2 separate regions of the Mus musculus genome follow, and region 1 is linked to region 2. A link is a contact called in public Hi-C data. All regions are on one chromosome and are shown on one strand. The core of a region is the stretch at or near the end of the contact, and the rest is flanking DNA. Distances in the headings are between cores, read along the strand shown.

The links. Hi-C and Micro-C count contacts between places; a contact is called where the count stands out from the background.
Region 1: a Hi-C map of cerebellum shows a contact between it and region 2, with 1.6 times the contacts expected there. The contact joins two enhancer-like sites. A contact is called at or near these places in 1 of 15 datasets of contacts at CTCF or cohesin (the NIH/3T3 cell line) and 5 of 484 Hi-C or Micro-C datasets (the C10 cell line, the G1E-ER4 cell line, the HPC-7 cell line and 2 more).

The regions. Positions count from the first base shown.
Region 1 is chr5:43,336,725-43,343,912 of GRCm38.p6, forward strand. No RefSeq gene overlaps it. Among named protein-coding and RNA genes, the nearest start is that of Gm43699, 14 kb to the right of the region's middle. Within about 2 kb of position 2,602, at least 18 of the 459 cell types and tissues checked have an H3K27ac peak or open chromatin away from gene starts, as enhancers often do. A contact at or near this core is called in cerebellum, where this site is marked.
Region 2 is chr5:43,254,377-43,261,178 of GRCm38.p6, forward strand. The region is part of intron 4 of Cpeb2 (cytoplasmic polyadenylation element binding protein 2); the gene reads left to right. Among named protein-coding and RNA genes, the nearest start is that of Gm7854, 22 kb to the left of the region's middle. Within about 2 kb of position 4,560, at least 2 of the 459 cell types and tissues checked have an H3K27ac peak or open chromatin away from gene starts, as enhancers often do. A contact at or near this core is called in cerebellum, where this site is marked.

The sequences.
Region 1 (7,188 bases), core at 1,352-3,851, 80 kb after region 2:
ATGTGTGCAAATGATATAAATCCACATACATTTTACATACGTAGAAGTTATAAGTATAGTTTTCATACACAATTGTATACATTATAATTATATATGGCAGATACTAAGGTTAGAGAGATGAAATTTCAAGCTTTGGAGTTACCACCAAAACAACGACGTGTGAACTCTAGGAGGAGTTTCAAATGAAGACCAGGAGCCAAGACATGAGTCCTGTGGTCACCATGATTAGAAACAGCAGAGGAAAGTGAGACATCAGAGGGTAATTAATTGGCTAGGGAGGAAGGAAAGAAAGCAGAACAAAAAAAAAAAAACAACTTGGAAACTAAGGGAAAAAAGGTCATAAATGTAGTCATGACAACACTGCCATGGACAATGAGAGCAGAAGAGTAATGACTGAATTTGACAAGCCCATGACCATTGGAGACACGGAGTTAAAGAAGATCCTATGGAATTGCCCTACTGTTCCCTTGACCCATGATTCTCATCTGTGACATACCCAACCTACTGTCCCTTGCCAGCTGTCCCTCACTTCATCATCATGACCAATACAAGACTTAGACATACCATTTTCCCACTTAGTTCTGCTGATGCCACACTTCTGATGACAAGGTTCATCTGAGTCAAGTCCCAAACAACCTTCCTCCCTACTTCTCAACTGCTCCAGCTTATCTCTTGTTTCTCAAGGCATGGGGCTATCATCTCCAGACACCAGGTCATTTCCTTCTTTCTGCCAATAGGCAGATATTCTGACATTTTCCTTCTGTGTGTTGCTGGCATCTTCTAAAACAACTGGATCTCTTCATTTTTCCGCTTACCTGGCAGTGTAGGTCTGGGAAAACATCTCTACTAGGGAGACCCCCTTTCCAATTCTATTTTTACCACTGGTAAAGTTTGAGTGTATCCCTTGAGAGTCATGTGCTGGAAATCTCATCCCAAGTGTGTTGGAGGTGGTTCCACCTGAAAAATGTGTAGGTTGTCGGGGCCCCACATTACTTCATGGACTGAAAACATGATCTCACACGAATTTCTGCTCTCAAGAGTTTGCTATTACCCTTCTACATTAAGTCACAGGACAAAATTTCTCTCCAGCCATGAGTGGCATGGTCTTAGGCTTCCCAACCTCCAGAACTTTCTTTGCAAAATGTCTTTACAGGTTATCCTAGTTCAGCTAAGTAGTGGGGTACACGCCTTTAATTCCAGCCTTTTAGAGGCAAAGGGAGGTCTATGTCTGTGAATTCAAGGCCAGCTGGTCTACAGTTCAAGTCCCAGGACAACCAAAGCTACACAGAGAAACACTGTCTTGGAATAAAAATGGTCCATTTTCTGGCCATAGATTAATACTGTTCTCAGCCTTGGCCATAGAAGCTTCTCTCAGCAGTGAGTAACAGTTGACATGAAGACTCAATCATAAAGGCGAAGTGCCTAGAATAAGTAACCATCATTATGGTCAGTCTTAAATGATACATCTTTATCAATCCCACAAGACTTAGGGTGCGATCTGAAATAGGGGGAGGAAAGAAAGTAAGGGCAGAAAGTTAGGGAGAAGTAGTGTAAAATGTCCTCTGAACACGGCATGGTCATAGCACCCAGGGGCTCCTCACAGCTCTAGTTAGCTCCACATGTCAAATCAACAAGATCAGTCATCATTCCAGTGAGCAGCACTGACTGAAACTCAGTGGGTTGGAAAGGAAAGAGAGAAAGTTGAGGACATGAATAGGAAGATGTGTTACAAGTTTTCCTGTGGGAATAGGAGAAAGAAATTGGGGTAGATATGATCAGGATACATTGTATACATGTACACAATCACCCAAGAATAAATAAATGTATTATAAATAAATAAATAACCTCATTTCAGATATTCTGTCAACAGTGGCCAAAAAGGTTGGGTGTGGGAGCTAGTCACTAAAAGTCTCCATAAATTGAGTGCAGCCTACTTTCTGCTGCTCTTGGTCCCAGATTCCTAGTCTCTAAAATGAAGATGCTCTAATGGGGATGATATTAAGGATCCCTCCACCTGGAATCTTCTGTTTCAAGGAACAGTGATAAAGAATTAAAACTACAGACTTGTCTATTGACAAACTCGCAGAAGATAGAGCACTCTTTTTTTTTTTTTTTTTTTCAACTGAAGCTAACTTGGCCTTGGGAGTGAGGCTCATCCATGGGCCTGTTTTGCTGGGTGGTTTCCATATGGAAGGAGGGTCAGGAATGTGATGGAGCAGGTCTGTTTCCATCTGACAGGTAAACTTGGCTAGCTTCCAAGACTGGCTAATAGCTCCACACTGACCCCAGCATGGCCAGTTCTGAGTTTCAAATATTACTTTGGGTCACCAAGACTTTAGGGACTGAAATAGGAGTTTACTTGGAACCACTGGTGAATGTCCCTCATTTTGAAATGGCTAGTGATGACTGGTTTCATTTTTATACCCACCATTTTCTTACAAAGAAATTAAACAAATAAACAGATGCCACCCTCGCTCCCTCGTCTCTTTTTTTGGCTCGGGTCCTCCGACAATACAGTGCTTTCTGCACCATCTGCTGGCTCTGCAAAGGTAATTAACAAATGCACACCATTCCCAGACGAGGCTGCTCTATAAGGACAATCACGCCAGGAAAGCTGAGAGGGGCAGAGTCAGGCCGTGGCAGACCTGGTAGGCGGCTGCAGTCCCAACCTCCACGAGAATGTGTTGTAGAAGATGCCTGTCAAACTCTAGCTTCTAAAAATGAATGCAAACAGATCAAAGTAAGAAAACATCCCTGTGAGGAGTAAGGAAAACTATAGAATAACTAGGGTGGTTGTGGTTGCTGTTGTTATTGTTTCTTTGTTTGTTTTGGTTCTTTTTTTGAGGTGGGGGTTTCATTTTCTTTTCTATGCTTATGAAAATTTATTGTGCTTTTTTTAAAGGAGGGAAGATGAAAATATCCTTTAACAAAAAAGTAAATTATTGCTAGGACTACCACATGTTGGGTAAGAGGTCGGCAGGTTTTCTCATTTATTAACTGACCTTGAATATGCCCTCCAGGCCCTCAGAGCCTCATCCTCCTGATACCCGTGAGCTGGTAACAACAGCAACACTAAACATTCCGGGCCGTTCCAACAGCGAAGGAAGCAGGGACTTTGGGTCTGGAATGGGATCCAGTGTCAGGCTAGTAATAGCAGGAGGATCAAGAGTGTCCCTTGCTGCTGTTCGTGTTGTCTCTATCAGGTGAACATCCAGGACAGATGGCCTAATCCACTCTTAGCAGCAGGGAATTAATAAGCCATCTAGCAAAAGCCACAGTCTAAAAAGGACAGAAGCACTGTGGATAAAATGAGAAAACTCATGGTTTCATGTTAACGAAAAGAAATAAGACACCCCGCCACCACCACCCAACAAAGGCATGTTTTGGGCAGAGGAAATAGTTAAGAGCTTCAATATATGCAAACTACAGAGAGAGCACCCAATGCTGGTAGTCCTTCAACTGAATGAAAGAGTTGGAAATGAAAGGCATGTGCTGGAAGGTTTCAGGTGGGTGAGGTCCAACGAAGGGTAATAATAATGAGGTTGATGGAAGAGTTGCGCAAATGCAGGCTCTTGCTTCCTGACATAGCTTGTCTGGTGACACATTAGTGTTGGACAGGACCAAAAAGAAGACGGTATTCAGCATCCTTACAGAGGCTGTTAGGAGACACTGTGCCAGTCCTGATAGTGATGGCTCCTTTGTTCTCTTTGGCTCTGACTGGCAGAGGCTCACAGGACTCAACTGTGGTGACCCAGAGAGAATGCCCTGATAATGTCGTTTTCTGGGAGCCCTGGGCTGCTCAAGGCATAGACAGGGAGTGGGTGGTTTTGTTTTGGTTTGATAGTGGGTGTTTGCTCATGATGTATGTGATGCCTGTGGAGGTCAGAGGTCAGCCTCTGGTGTCAATCCTCAAGAGCTGTCCCTATCATTTTTTTCTCAGACAGTCTCTCACAGAGACCTAGAGTTCATCAATTAGGCAGTGAGCTCTCTAAAAATGTCAATGCACTCTTCAAAAGGAAGGAGAAGAGGGAGAAAGAAAAGGGGGTTGGAGAAATAGCAGTGGGAGCATACGTCGCTCTTCTGGAGGGCCTGCTTTGGTCCAGCAGCCATGTTACCTATAACTTCAGCTCCAGAGAGACCAGGTGTGTCTGGCGTCCAAAAGCACCTGCACTCACATGCACATACCCTGTAATATACACACTTAAAATAAAAACTTTTTAAAATAATAAGTAAATGTCACCGTGCAGAAGGATGCTTGGGTCACTTCCAGATGAGACAGCAGCCCACTCTGGAGCAACAAAAGATACCACCTTGCCTGGTTTATTCAGAGACTGTTTCTTCCAACTCATCAGATTTTAGTATTGGCATTCTCTGGGTGACATTTGAGAATCTTGGGTACTGTGAACTATACGCATTTAATTCTTGCTCTAAAATCCAGCTAAAAATCACCTTTGCTCCATCTCATGCCAGGGACACTTAGGTGTCGTAGATCACCATGTTCTCTTTCTGTTAATGTGACGACAGACGGTGCTAATGATGGGTTTGTAATAGTTTTAAGAGGCTTTAGATAGGAGCCCACAGATTTCAAGGCATGAGTATGAATTTCCCTTAATGAAAGAGAGAATAAAATCTCTATTCAGAGACCCAAGGAAGACATTGCCTGTGGTCTTGTTTTCTCAATCGGAGGGTATAGGTAGAGCATATAAGGGGGGGAAGCTAGAGTAGTAAGAACATTTTCTCTGGTGGCCCAGAAAAGGATGGCTGTAGGTTCGGAGGTAGCAAGACTGAAGCAGGAGCCCAGGACACTGACTACTTAAAAAGTTACTGTGATAAAGGGCCTTGACCTGGGGTTGGCCCTGCATGGTCAAGTGTGTCTGGAAGGAGTGAGTGCTGAACTTACAACTAGGTTAGTTCCCAAAGGAACAGCTTCAAGGTTGGATGCTGTGGGTAGACTTCTGCCTGTTCCACATCAGTGACTAGGTGGCCTTGGGCTTGTTTTTCTGAGACAGGATTGTTCTAAAGATTAATAAAAATAACAAGGGTACAAGACGCCAGTGCTCTGTGGAAAGTGTCTTTGTAGAAGCTTTATGGAGGTGGACCCAGGGAGGAACATGAGTTGCCTGTAGTCATTTTAGTTTGTGTCTGGAATTTTTCTCCGGAAAAGAGAGACACAAGAGTAAAACCGACTTCCACTAACCCAGTGCCTACTTCGGTATCCTCCTTGTGTTTCCCCAATTAAACTTAATTACTGGTTTGTGTTTACTTTGGGGTAGAAGTAGAAGGAAGAGGTTTATTGAGATGGCAAATAGGCCTTGGAAGCGATCTCGGGCTGTTCACAAACAGGTGCTGATTCAATCTATCCAAACAGTTTGTGCAAGTCCCTCTCAATTCTTCCCACTTTGCAAAGGGAAGCAGAAGTTCTGAGAGGCCAGAGAATTGTGCAAGGTAGCTCAGCTCCGGGAGAACACATCTGAGCCTCAGGACACAGCCTCTTGGGATGAGAGGACTAAGTCCCGCAATAGCTGATAGCCCAGAGCAAGTCTGTAGCCCAGGACACTCAGAGTGTCAAACAGTGTCAGGATCATTCTCTTGGGCAGAATTTGTCTCCCAGCAGAGCCCAGCTGCTGTTTGAAGAGAGCCCAGACACTGATATTTGAGCTGGGAATCGTACAAACACCAGCCAAGGACAAAAGACAAAAAAATCCAATATTTTGTAGAAATTATTTAATCCTGTCCTAGGGTTTCTACCTTGACTTTGATCTTTTAGTTCCTGTACAAAAGATACACACAGCGTTTATATTTATAATAAGCCTTAAACAGCACAAGAGCCGGGCAGATACCTACCCTCTATGCTATTAGTATCTACTTTCCTATTGAAAACCCTGAATTCTTACTTACTACTTACTATGTTTCATCTGGGCTGCTCTTAATTCCAATTGGTCAGCCCTCAGGGCCACGTTTTCATGGCTCACTTAACCCATGGTGGCTTCTCCTTCCTCTTTCATCTTCTTCTTATCCTCATGATTCTCTTCTGACCCCAAATCTGGGAAACCTAAACCCCACCTATGTCTCTTCTGCCGATCCATTGGCTGTTGTCATCTTTATTTACCAATCAGAAACTTGGGGGCGGGGTCACTTGAGTCTATGAGCAGACTCCTGGTCACCAGAGTCCACACTTAGCATTACAATATACAGCAAGACCAATGGTCACAGACAACAGACAGGGCAGTATCAGTCCCTTTCTTGCTCATCTCTGCTCCCTGCAGTGAGACTGGGTTGTGCATTTAACTACCAGAGACAAGAAACAGAATTTAGCTGGGCAGTGGTGGCTTGTGCCTTTAATCCCAGCACTTGGGAGGCAGAGGTAGGCGGAGTTCTGAGTTGGAGACTAGCCTGGTCTACAGCATGAGTTCCAGGACAGCCAGGGCTATACAGAGAAACCCTGGCTTGAAACCCCTTCCCCCCCCCCCCCCCCGCAAAAAAAAAAAAAAAAAAAAGAAAAGACAGAATTTAATCTGCACCTTTCCACACACCTCTGTATTGATTCCAGAAGGAATATTCTATTCATTATTTGGGGAAGAAAGTATTCATTCCTCAGCCTACACTAGCCTTCCAGGCCGTTATTGCCTTTTCTTTTATTATCCTCACATGTTGCCTTCCACTTTCATTCTATCTCTAGCTGCACAGATGAATGACCTTGGACACTTCTGCTCCTGCTCCTTTGTCCGTGCTAGACTGATTGGCCAGGTAAATTTGGGCTTGGAAATAAGCTCTGTGACTTATTGTCTATTGTATTCTTTGTCAGATTTGTCTAAATTCCCTAAGCCTTGATCTCTTCAACTTGACATGTGGAATGGTAATTTCTTCCTTGCAAGACTGCTGCTGAGTATTCAAAGAAAACACGTTTTAGCTGTATTAGAATGTGACAAGTGCTATGGTCTGAATAACACCCAAAGGCCAATGTTGCTCCCAGAACATAGTTGTACCATGAGGTACTAGAACCCTTAGGAGATGGTTTGACCCTTTTAGCTAGAACCTTCTTTTTTAGTGGTAAGAAATTAGGTCATAGCTGACACGCCTTCATAAGTAATGTTGAGACCCTGACCCCCTAACCCTCTCCCTCATTGCTTCCTGGCTGCCAGGGAGTGAGCAGTCCCCTCGCTCCATGTGCTCCACTAGTGTGTGCTG
Region 2 (6,802 bases), core at 3,310-5,809:
CCCTCTTCTTGGCCCTGGCATTCCCCTGTACTGCAGCATATAAAGTTTGCAATACCAAGGGGCCTTTCTTCCCAGTGATGGCCGACTAGGCCATCTTCTGCTACATATGCAGCTAGAGATACGAGCTCTGGGGGTACTGGTTAGTTCATATTGTTGTTCCACCTATAGGGTTGCAGACCCCTTCAGCTCCTTGGGTGCTTTCTCTAGCTTCTCCATTGGGGGCCCTGTGTTCCATCTTACAGATGACTGTGAGCATCCACTTCTGTATTTGCCAGGCACTGGCATAGCCTCATATGAGACAGCTATATCAGGGTCCCTTCAGCAAAATCTTTCTGGTATATGCAATAGTGTCTGGGTTTGGTGGCTGATTATGGGCTGGATCCCCAGGTGTGGTAGTCTCTGGATAGTCCATCCTTTTGTCTTAGCTCCAAACTTTGTCTGTGTAACTCCTTTCATGGGTATTTTGTTCCCTATTCTAAGGAGGAATGAAGTATCCGCCCATTGGTCTTCCCTCTTCTTGATTTTCTTGTGTTTTGCAAATTGTATCTTGGGTGTTCTATGTTTCTGGGCTAATATCCACTTATCAGTGAGTGCATATCTAATGACTTCTTTTGTGATTGGGTTACCTCACTAAGGATGATATCCTCCAGATACATCCATTTGTCCAAGAATTTCACAAATCCATTGTTTTTAATAGATGAGTAGTACTCCATTGTGTAAATGCACCACATTTTCTGTATCCATTCTTCTGTTGAGGGACATCTGGGTTCTTTCCAGCTTCTGGCTATTATAAATAAGGCTGCTATGAACATACTGGAGCAGGTGTTCTCATTACCAGTTGGAACTTCTTCTGGGTATATGCCCAGGAGAGGTATTGCTGGATCTTCCAGTAGTATTATGTCCAATTTTCTGAGAAACCTCCAGTCTGACTTCCAGAGTGGTTATACAAGCTTGCAATTCCACCAGCAGTGGAGGAGTGTTCCTCTTTCTCCATATCCTCACCAGCATCTGCTGTCTCCTGAATTTTTGATCTTAGCCATTTTGACTGGTGTGAGGTGGAATCTCAGGGTTGTTTTGATTTGCATTTCCCTGATGATTAAGGATGTTGAACATTTTTTTCAGGTGCTTCCTTCCGTATTCCTTAGTTGAGAATTCTTTGTTTAGCTCTGAACCCCATTTTTAATGAGGTTATTTGGATTTCTGGAGTCCAGCTTCTTGAGCTCTTTGTATATATTGGATATTAGTCCCCTATCAGATTTAGGATTGGTAAAAATTCTTTCCCAATCTGTTGGTGGCCTTTTTGTCTTATTGACGGTGTCTTTTGCCTTACAAAAGCTTTGTAATTTTATGAGGTCCCATTTGTCAATTCTTGATCTTACAGCACAAGCCATTGCTGTTCTGTTTAGAAATTTTTCCCCTGTGCCCATATCATCGAGGCTTTTCCCTACTTTCTCCTCTATTAATTTCAGTGTCTCTGGTCTTATGTGGAGGTCTTTGATCCACTTAGACTTGAGCTTTGTACAAGGAGAAAAGAATGGATCAATTAGCATTCTTCTACATGATAACCTCCAGTTGTGCCAGCACCGTTTGTTGAAAATGCTGTCTTTTTTCCCCTGGATGGTTTTAGCTCCCTTGTCAAAGATCAAGTGACCATAGCTGTGTGGATTCATTTCTGGGTCTTCAATTCTATTCCGTTGATCTACCTGTCTGTCACTGTCCCAATACCATGCAGTTTTAATCACAATTGTTCTGTAATACAGCTTAATGTCAGGCATGGTGATTCCACCAGAGGTTCTTTTATTGTTGAGAATAGTTTTTGCTATCCTAGGTTTTTTATTTTTCGAGATGAATTTGCAAATTGCCCTTTCTATCTCAGTGAAGAATTGAGTTGGAATTTTAATGGAGATTGCATTGAATCTGTAGATTGTTTTCGGTAGGATAGCCATTTTTGTCAGTGTTCTTCTTGTTCCCTTGGAGTCTGGTCTTTGCATCTTTTGCATTTTTATGATCTTACTAATACTTTAGGGGATATGCATAAAGATTTGAGAAGTGGGTTTAGATATTATTGTTATGTGCACTGGAACTGATTAGAAGTTGGAATTATTAAAGGCTGGTAAGGACTACATTCAAAGTGGATTTTTGGAACTTTATATAAGATATGTAGACACAGAAGTAAAGGTGAAGTGTAGATTGTGGAAATAGTATTGGATTAATAAACCAAACAGTGAGAACAGTGCTTTACTAAAGTTCATAAGAAGGAATGCTAGCTGTCTTCAGATAAGAATCCATAGGTGTGGGTGTTAAAACACTTCTACATTGACTACATATCAAACACATTTGTTCCGACAACTAGCATGTAACTGGTCTTATGTTATATTTGGCCACAGTAACTTATTACTAATAACTGCCAAGTGTCAACTGCTAGTAAGTAATAGAACTTGGTAGGTCTTGAGTTGGTGCTTTTACCACTGTGCCTTTGTGCCCTTCTTTGTAACTGGTCTAATATTAATTCTAACCTAGAATCCTTATGACTATTGTATGTGACATTTAGATTTCTCTTAGAGTGTTGGCAAAGTGCATAACATTGAACTTTAGCAATTTCTCATCATTATTGAGGAAAAAGTATCATTATCCAGACCAGAAGATACCTGAAACTGCCTTAAAAAAAATAGCTTCAAACTCTAGGTAAACATTGTAGCGCTGTGGTAGTCCGATTTTCTAGATGTCTACGAAATGATAAGTGGTAAATAGCAGATACAGCATTTTGCATTAGACAGAGAGGTAATACATGTCCTGGGCAGGACAGAGGGGTGGTGTGTGAGAATTGATGATGCTATTTAGAAGAGCACCGTGGTTAATTAGAACTGAAAATACAGAGAGAAAACCAATAATAAGATAATACTCCTGCTTTCATTAAAGAAATTTGCTTTGAAGTAGGGGAAAAAAATTAACCTTGGCAAAATTAAAAAGCACCACTTTTAGTCTCCAATGTGCTTCGTTATTCCTGTTAACTTTGTTTCTGGTATCAACATACAGCATGTCTTTAGGTAACTGCTTTTAGTCAAATTTGTATTTCACATCATAGAATAAAATGATATATTCATTCAACAAATATTTGAGAGCTTATTATATGTCATTCTTTTGTAGGTGCTAGAAAGACAGTAACAGAAATGGAAGCCCTGCTCTTAGTAGATCTTTAGTTTTAAAAAGAGCAGTGGTAAAAAACTGTTAGATAATTTTAAAAAATGAGATATGGGGATAGAGGAAGAAAGAAGCGGCCGTTGGAAACAGGGTGATATATGATGCTGTTAGCACTTAGAGATCTGACTGTGCTGAGGGGTGTGACCCTTGGCAGAAATCAGAAGTAGAAATATCTTCCAATGGGAGGATTCCTGACACATTAGAGAAGCAGCAAAAAGGTCAGCATAATCCCTATAGGGGATGAGGTGCCAGCTGCTTATTATAATGGATTCTGATACTTTGTCCAAGGAAGATGTAGCTTGTTTTTAGTTGTCAGTACAACCACTTGCTGAGTACACATTTAAATGGTCAACATGAGCTAAGGCATGCATGTGTATGTGTGTATGTCTGTGTGTGTATGCATCATTATTTAAAACAGTAATAGTAATAGTAATAGTAATAGTAATAGTAATGATTTAATGACAGTGGAAGTCCTCTATCTTTTCATAGACATGTAGAATTTAAAAGTATGCATTTAAAATTTTACATTAATATCATAATTTTTGCATGAATTTATCTGTGTGTGTCTGTGCTAGTGTTGGCCTGTGTGTGTGTGGGCACGTACCCATACCTCAAGTACACATTTGGAAGTCAGAGAACAACTCGTGGGAGTTGGTTCCCTCCCTCCACCAAGTTGGTCACAGGAGTCAACTTGGGTCTTCAAGCTTGGTAGCAAGTAACTTTACCCATTAAGCCATCCCACCAGACCTGATGTTAACGCTAAAAGGAGATTGCCTAGAGGTAGCACATATTAATTATTTATGGATGTATTATATCCTTTGTGAAATGATTATTCTACAAGCTTGCTTACAATTATAAGGAATGACTTGCCTCATAAGCTTAGATCCTGTGGATTATCAGGAAGCTAAAATTGTTTCAGTGAGATGGAGGTTCTTCTTGGAGAGTGGAGCTTGCAGAGCATGCCAGATGAATGAGAATGGCTCCCAAAGGCTCATTTGAATACTTCATCAACCCTTGGTAGACTGGGAAATCTGAAGAGATGTTGCCTTGTTGGAGCAGGTGTGGCCTTGGAGGAGGCGTGTCACTGGGACCCTGCCTGGTGCCTACTTTTTTGTTCCTGTTAATCAGGGTGTAGCTCTTAGATACTTCTCCAGCACCATGCTTCCATATCTCTATGCTCCCACCATGATGACAATGAACTGACCCCTGAAGCTGTAAGCAAACCCCCAATTAAAAGCTTTCTTTTATAAGAAGTACCTTGGTTATGGTGTCTTTTCGCATCAATAGGATAGTGGCTAAAATAGATGTCTAAGTTCCTTTTCATGTTTTCTATTATCTGGACCATCCTGTTTTTGCCTCCTGGACTAAGACTCCTGTAGTGTAGCCATCTGTCTGCATCTCAGCAAACAGAACAACAGCAACAACAACGTCTTTCCCTTTTAAAGGATATTTTTTTTTAAATTATATATCCCACTTTTATCTTTTGTTCTCTGTCTAGATCTTACACAGTTTGGCAAAACCCAAGAAAGATAGTTTTTATGCTTTGGACCTTTTTTGTAAAAGAAATTGTTGTTGCTAGTAAGCGTCAGAGTCGGTCTGCACCGCCAGCCTTCTGGACTAATAGCACGGGACTACTTCTGAGCAGTGTTGTTTTATGTTTTATTTTGTACTGAAGCTTAAGTGGTCTCCAGCCTTTAAGTAGTGCATGCCTTTTCCTGTATCGTCTTATCAATAGGAACTCAGTCTCAGGTAGGCAGTAAGAGAATCCAGCCAGATAGTTCCCATCCTATCAAACATTCCTACCAGTGATGAAACCTCAGCCAAGTGACTTAATCTTTCTTGTGATAAAGTGTTTTCATATTAAAATGGAAAAAAATAGTATGAAATCCAAGGGATTGTTAGCAGGATTAAATAAATGGCAGTTGAGAACTATAAAAACTCCTTGCATATAATAATCCTACAGATGTTGGCCATTATTTCAATTGGCTGGTACCTTGTGCAAGTGGTTTTGATCTCATAAATAAGAATAACTCTGAAAGTTAACTGAAAAATTTACATTACCGTTTTCACTGTAGTAGAGGATAAATAATTGGATAATTTGAATTTACATTTGCTCATTTAATTATGAAGTTATTACATTATGATCTTTAATATTTTAGAACATAAATACAAATATATACTCTTCTACAAAATTTTTTTTTAATGGTGAACTTGTTTTCTGTGCCTTTTTAAGTCCATTCAAATGCCAATACCTATTAGAGATGAAATGTGTGTCAACATAAGGTTACCTGTCTTTAAGGTAGAACAAAACCTCAGGAAAAGGGCTCTGCTCCCTTAATGTAGCATCATAGCAGAGTTCTGCATTCCTGGGTTTAGCTAAGTCCTCTTTTGTGTTTTGTTTTGTGATGCACTGTGCATGCATAATTCTTACAGCAGTGAGTAAATGTACTGAAATGTTGTGTTTCTGTCTCTCTGACTCCACTGTAGGAAAGACGTGTCTCATGTTTTTAACTTTTGTGTGCTGCATTCTATCAGGAAAGAATTGTACTCATCAGCAATATAGGTTGCTACTTTTGAAGAAATTTACTATTTTAAGTCTCATGTCAGAAAAGAGCAATTTTGATAGCTTTAAATATTTCTCTAAATTTGATTTAAATACAACAAAATGTTAAGTCCTGATGTGACTCCATTAAAGTCTTATGACATGTTACTAAAATTCAGTTTAAAGAAATGCATTTCTTAGAGCTTTTTATTTTGTACCTTCTCTGTGTATTTTTCTGATTCTCACTCCAGACCACAGTTTCAGAACAGTAGACATAATTATATGTTTCTAGAGTATGGAAGCTCTATTTAACAGTTCATTTAGTTAACTAATGTCGTCTTTCATGAAACTTGGGAGTAAATAATAGTGGTAAAATATCCTTTTAAGGGAAAATTGCTTAGTTTTCTTCACTGTACAGAACTAGAAATCAAAATGTTCATGAGATCATGTTATACATTTTTATATGTGCATCTCTACATCATTAATATGTGCATGTATACATATATTTATGATCAAAATTGGATTATCTGCCAATTATTCTTGTATTAGTAGGTAAATAATTCACTTCATAAATACAACAAAAGCCACAATCTCTGGCTTGTAGAGTATATTGGGATATATTAAGTCTTTTCAGAGTTTTGGGCTAAGGTAGCAAGAGTGGATACAGTGCTCTAAATCAAAAGCTTATGCTCACCCTTCTGATGGCAGTGAATTTCATGTAGGATTACTGTCCTTTTAAAGGAGAGCTGTGCAAAAGGGACTAGATTGCAATCCTAGTATTACATTTTAGTGTAGTCTTAAAAATAGATCGACTGGGTCAGATACCAGGAAAAAAACCCTGCATTTTAATGAGCTGCACTAGGGTCATCCTTGTTGTTGGCATTAGCCAGTTGACTACTGTGTCATGCAAATGCTAACTGAGCTACAGCTTGTTTTCAGTATGCCCAGCATCTTTGTAGCAAACTGTTGTCTCCCAATTTTATAAATACAGAGTCTCCAAGAAGAGTGACTTAGAGCACACACTTTGTTACTGTTCTTACGAGCCTTAGTATTTTTGAT